Linked DNA regions of Mus musculus: region 2 is linked to region 1. The links are chromatin contacts, called in public HiChIP or PLAC-seq maps. All regions are on one chromosome and are shown on one strand. Each heading gives the region's core, a stretch centred on a gene start, on an enhancer-like site or on the middle of the called end of the contact. The rest is flanking DNA. Distances are from core to core; before and after follow the strand shown.

Region 1 (2,700 bases), core at 110-2,609:
AAACCCACCACATCAGCTATAGACTGTAAGGAGAATAACATCACGTCCAGGGCATTGATGAGGCCAGACTTAAAGGCAATGGTGTAAGACTTTTACATGTGAGTGCTCTGGAATTTCATAAAGGCAAAAGTGGACGTCAAAAAGCCAATGCTAATTACAGGAAAGAATTCTCCAAAAAAAAAAAAATGTTTGCCATTGCCTCGAGCAATATGATCTAACATTCACTGTATGAACTCTGTCTCAAGAATTCAAACTTCTCCTCTACAAGATCCCGAAGCCTCAGAAGAGGATTTGTGTTTACTTCTTTCTCACTGGATCTCAAATGGCTACCAAATTTATCTAGTGTATTACATCACCATTGTCTCTCCACCAAGACCAAGGGCCAGAATTCAGGGGAGACCTCTCTAGGTGGGAGCTTACTCCTGTAAGATTGCTATCATGTCATGGTCACCAAAAGGCTTAACAGAGAAATGACTTCCAGGACTGTTTCATTACATGCTTAGTGATCGGAGCGATGTCACAGTGAGACTCTTTATGGATCTGCCAAGGGTCCCTGTGGCCTGGTAGTTCCTGAGGGTGAACCATCTAAACGGCCCAGTCAGCAGCTCTATGCAGTACTTCTCTGACCCGATCTCAGGAGCGAGACTCTATCACGTGTACTGTGTCTTTGGTCACACATGTCAGTCCTGATTCAGCATGAGGAGACCACATGAGCTATGGACACCAGGAAGGGAATGAGGTTCGCCGGGGACCATCTTGCCCCCTGGTTATTAAGGGATTCTATAAACATTCCATAAGAGGTTTGGGGTCAGGGGCACTGAGATGGTCCAGTGATTGAGAATGTTTGCCATATGGGTTTGATTACTTGAATTCGATCCCCAGAACCCTGAAAAAAAAAACAAGAGATGCCCCTAAAACAAGGCTTAAAAAAAGAACGGATTCCTGATATTCTTTAATCTCCATATACATCCATGTGCACTCACGCTCACACACACGTACACACACTAGCCAATATGAAGAAAGAGGTTTTAGGAAGAAAATATATGGAACAGCAGAACATTCAATCATATCGAGATGGGCTTTTGACTCTCAGGCCAAAAAATATTTAAAACAAAATTTTTTTTATCATCTAATTCCCCATCGTGACATTTACCCCAGCAGGCAGTGACCTACACCCTCTAGGTCAAACATTTTATAGCCTTCAGCAAGCTTTGCTCTGATAGAAACCCCTTAGCAACAAGCCCAGCAAATTGCAATTATAAAAACATGTCTGCTTCTCAGGAGGAATGCTGAGTCCTCAGTCAGCTGGCTTTCATCTGAGAGTCAGACCAGAGCTTGGTCAGAGTGTTGCTACAGGCAGGTGTTTTCTGGGGCAGGATGTGGTTGCACAGTGGCGCTCGCTCTCTGTCAGTCTGGGCAGAGGGATTCCACTGGCCTGATTGTTGCACGCTTGCTTCCTGAACAGGAAGTCCCTACCGCTTGGTGGACAGGTCCGTCCAAAACAAAACTGTTTGTATCCCAAGCCCCATCCCTGTGCTGAACCCCGAATGCTGTGGAACAGAGGTGACCCACGGACTCGATCATCAGCTACCACTCCCTATGGAGTGTTTACATTTATCACTCACTGGCTAACAAAGTCAAGCTATTTCCCCCGCAGAAACAAAAGCATAAACAGAAACACAGAGGGAGCAGCACTGAACAACGGCAGAGAAAATGACTGGTAGACTGGCAGACTGGCATATAGAGCCTTAGCAAACAGCTGAAGGCATGACCCAGGGCCTCCAAGATTATCTTGTAGAAAGAGGTTTCTTCTTCCCCTCCTCGTCGTCGTCCTTCTCCTCTTTTGCCTTCTCCTTCTCTTTCTTCTACTTCTCTCCTCCCCTCCTTCTTTCTCTCCCTTTCATTCTTTGTTTCTTTTTTTCTCGTTATTTGGAACTATACACACACATACACACACACACACACACACACACACACACACACACACACACAGAGAGAGAGAGAGAGAGAGAGAGAGAGAGAGAAAGAGAGAGAGAGAGAGAGAGAGAGAGAGAGAGAGAGAGAGAGAGAGAGAATTCTATTTCTTTAGTGGGCAATAGGTTAAAATGTATTGCTGTTACCTTTGAGCTTTCTTGAAAGAACACTCTGCAGTTAGCATTATCCTCCTCTACCCTCTGCTGAAGCATCCTGGTACACTCTTCTCCCATTTTACAAACATGTTTTCACAGACCATCCACTCCTTGGCATTGTGTCTGTTTCCATGTGCTGGCCTGTTTGGTTATGCCCGGTTGACCCACCTGAAAGATAAGCTTTGGTAGGCCTGAAGGTTCACATTCATAATCCTGGACCGGGAGGCCGAGAGAAAGAGGTTTCTTCAAGCTTGGGGTCAGCCATGGCTGCATGGTGAGGTCCAGGCCATGGGAGGCTACAGAGTGAGATTCTGTCTCAACAAAACAAAACAAAACAAAACAAAACAAAACAAAACAAAACAAAAAAAAGTAGCCAAATGAATAAGTAGTGAAGTCTATAAGAACACAAATTTTGCTTACTTTGCTGTTTGTTACCCCCCTCCACAAACCTAGAAAATAAATGACATTATGTTTGCTGATAAATAATTATTTTTTAAAAAGTTCTGCAGCAAGTCAGTTGTAGGCTGCTAAATCACTTCCCCAGTCTTTTGAGTCCAGATTTGACACATCT
Region 2 (2,700 bases), core at 118-2,617, 190 kb after region 1:
AAAAGATGACCAAAGATTTTCTTGGTGGTTGTCATAAAGCAACCAATAAGACATTTACAAACCCTTCCTTTCCCTCTGAACAATGTGTGGGCACAGCTCAGTATGTCATGTCTTTCTTTCCTTTGGGGTGTTGTAGATCGGGAAATAGGAACAAGATGTGTACCTAAATCCAAAGCAATACAGTAAGCAACGTTCTCCCAGGTCATGCTTTGCCTTTGTGTTTGAGAACTCCCTACTAAAACTAAACCCTTTCTCCTTTGTCTCATGGGTCCATCCCCAGAGACTCAGTGTCACATCTTGAGGCTGCTCTTTGTCCTATAAAAAAGTTCTGCAAATTAGAAAGCACCACTGTAACTTGGTTGTCCTATTTCAGAGGCAACTGTTTGATGGCATTGCATTGAGGAGCAGCATCCTAAGGAGCCCCATCTGCAGAATAGTCTCTTTGGTCCAAAATGAGAAACTGATTCAAGGGTCTCTGTTTGCAGAGCAGTTTTTCTTCTTTTATAATGACCCCAGTGAGATCAGGGTCCATTTGGACTGTTCTTTTAACTTGAAATGGAAAGGCTATTTATTTGCATTCTGTATTTATGATTTATTTCCATGTAACAAATCTCTCTTAGCACTATGGAACAATAGACATGTATTATCTTAAAGTTTCTGGGGGTCTGAAGTCTTGTAATAGCACCTAGATGAGTGGTTCTAACTTAGGAACTTTGATCTGAAGGCTCTAATGGACTGGAAGGGTCATTTTCAAGTTCACCAGGTAGGGTTTTTTGCAGACTACTGTTCCTAAATAGTTATTATTTAGAGGCCTTAATTCCTTACCATGTAGTTCTCTTCCTGACATATCTTTGTACCAGGCAGCCAACTTTCTCAGAGGAAAAGAGAGGAAGGAAAGGAAAAATGGGGGAGGGATAAAGGGAAGGGAGAGAGAGATATATGATAGATAGATAGATAGATAGATAGATAGATAGATAGATAGATATAGACAGATAAATAAACATACAGATAAAAGGAATATATACTAAATTATGCCATCATTTTTACCATGTTCTATGAGAAGGCACTATAAAAGGCTGTGTTCCTAGAGGCAGAGATGTTCAATAGTCTCTCTGTGGTTCTCAACCTTCCTAATGCTGCCACCCTTTAACACAGTTCCTCATAGTGTGATGAACACCAACATTATTTTCACTGCTACTTTGTAACTGTAATTTTGCTGAGGTTATGAATCATAACATGGATATTTTGGGAGACAGGGGTTTGCCAAAGGGTTGCGACCCACAGGTTGAGAACCACTACTGTTTGGTGTCAGGGGAGCAGATCATCACAGACATCTAGTGGCCGTGTAATATAAAACATGACTATCAAAAACGACTTAACAGCCTGCAGCCACTCAACCTTGTCACCTTTCTGGTGACCTCGTCTATGGCTTAGTGATCCATATCTGCTCCCTTGAATCTCATGCAATTCTACTGAACTTTCTAGAAGGTCGATTTGGTACTGAGCTAGGATTTCCCACCAGCATAGATACTTGCAATCTGCAAATGTTAGGGCGGTGACTACCTTGTCTTGCATTACTCTTTTGGTTTATGGCAGTCTGCACTCCTGCTGGAAATGACCTCTTGTGCTTCTGTGAGAAAGGCTACCAGTGGTCTGAGGAAAGGTGTCTCCACTCTCTCACTTGTCAAGACTATGACAGTGCCCTGCCAGGCGGCTACTGCAGTTGTCTGAAAGGACTTCCTCCCCAGGGACCTTTCTGCCAGCTCCCAGAAGGTACGAAATTGTTCTTTAAAGAGCTCTTGAATGCATTTCCAACTTTACTGAAAGCCAATGTCTATCTGCCTTGTCTGTTTTCAAACACTGGTGAGACATTTATATTTCCTTGTGTTTTTCAGCATTCATTACCTTAAAACTCAAAGTCAGACTGAACATAGGATTTCAAGAAGACCTAAAGAACACGTCTTCTGCCCTCTATAGGTCCTACAAGACTGATCTGGAAAGAGCGGTAGGTTGGGGCTGCTGGAGTCTTTACCCAAGAAACTACTTAGGAGGAAATGGAGTCACTCCCATTCACAGTGGGCAGTGTGCTTACCTGAGTATACCCTAGGTGTAAGGATTTGAAGTCATGCAAACCCACCTGAGGATTCAAACAGCATTCAGAGGATAGGGTGTCACCTTGGCCTCTCAGGAGGGCTTCTCCCTTGAGTAGAAATGATTCGGATAGCATTTGGTGGCATCCATTCACTAAGAGCAATCCAGAAGAGGTTGCTGGTTCAGGTCTGTTCTTCAGGCAGTCTCACATTCTGCTGTGTCGTGTAGCTCAGCACCTTCTTCCCAGTGAACAGTACTGGCCCCAAATGACTAGGTTTTTCCTACACAGATAAGACTTCTAACATCACTGGGTTACCTACCTCAAGGCTGAGCTCAGAGAATTTTAAACTTCTCTAGCTTTGAAGAAAGGGTTTGTCTGCCTTAAAATAGCAGGTCACAGTCTGTCATTTTGTGGCAGTAAAGGCAGAGGCTCAAGCAGCTAAACATATCATAACCACAGTCAAAACCAGAGATGAATGAGTTCATCTATACTGCCTGCTTCTTGCTGCTAATTCTCACTTAGCTTTCCACTGTCTCATGTAGCTCTGGGCCCTCTACCTATAAAATGGTACCACCCACAGTAGGCTAGGTCTTCTGACATCAATTAAC

The links. HiChIP or PLAC-seq counts read pairs in DNA pulled down with a chosen protein or histone mark.
Region 2: a contact with region 1 is called in an H3K27ac HiChIP or PLAC-seq map of large pre-B cells, with 3 times the contacts expected there. The contact joins two enhancer-like sites. A contact is called at or near these places in 1 of 115 datasets of contacts at active chromatin or transcription factors (large pre-B cells) and 2 of 9 other capture datasets (adipose tissue and pancreatic islet).

What each region holds. Positions count from the first base shown.
Region 1 is chr17:43,231,597-43,234,296 of GRCm38.p6, forward strand. No RefSeq gene overlaps it. Among named protein-coding and RNA genes, the nearest start is that of Adgrf1, 37 kb to the right of the region's middle. Within about 2 kb of position 1,360, at least 69 of the 459 cell types and tissues checked have an H3K27ac peak or open chromatin away from gene starts, as enhancers often do.
Region 2 is chr17:43,422,819-43,425,518 of GRCm38.p6, forward strand. Adgrf5 (adhesion G protein-coupled receptor F5) reads left to right here. Exons shown (of 21, transcript NM_001081178.1): 5 at 1,597-1,773; 6 at 1,896-2,005. Among named protein-coding and RNA genes, the nearest start is that of Gm25135, 30 kb to the right of the region's middle. Within about 2 kb of position 1,368, at least 1 of the 459 cell types and tissues checked has an H3K27ac peak or open chromatin away from gene starts, as enhancers often do.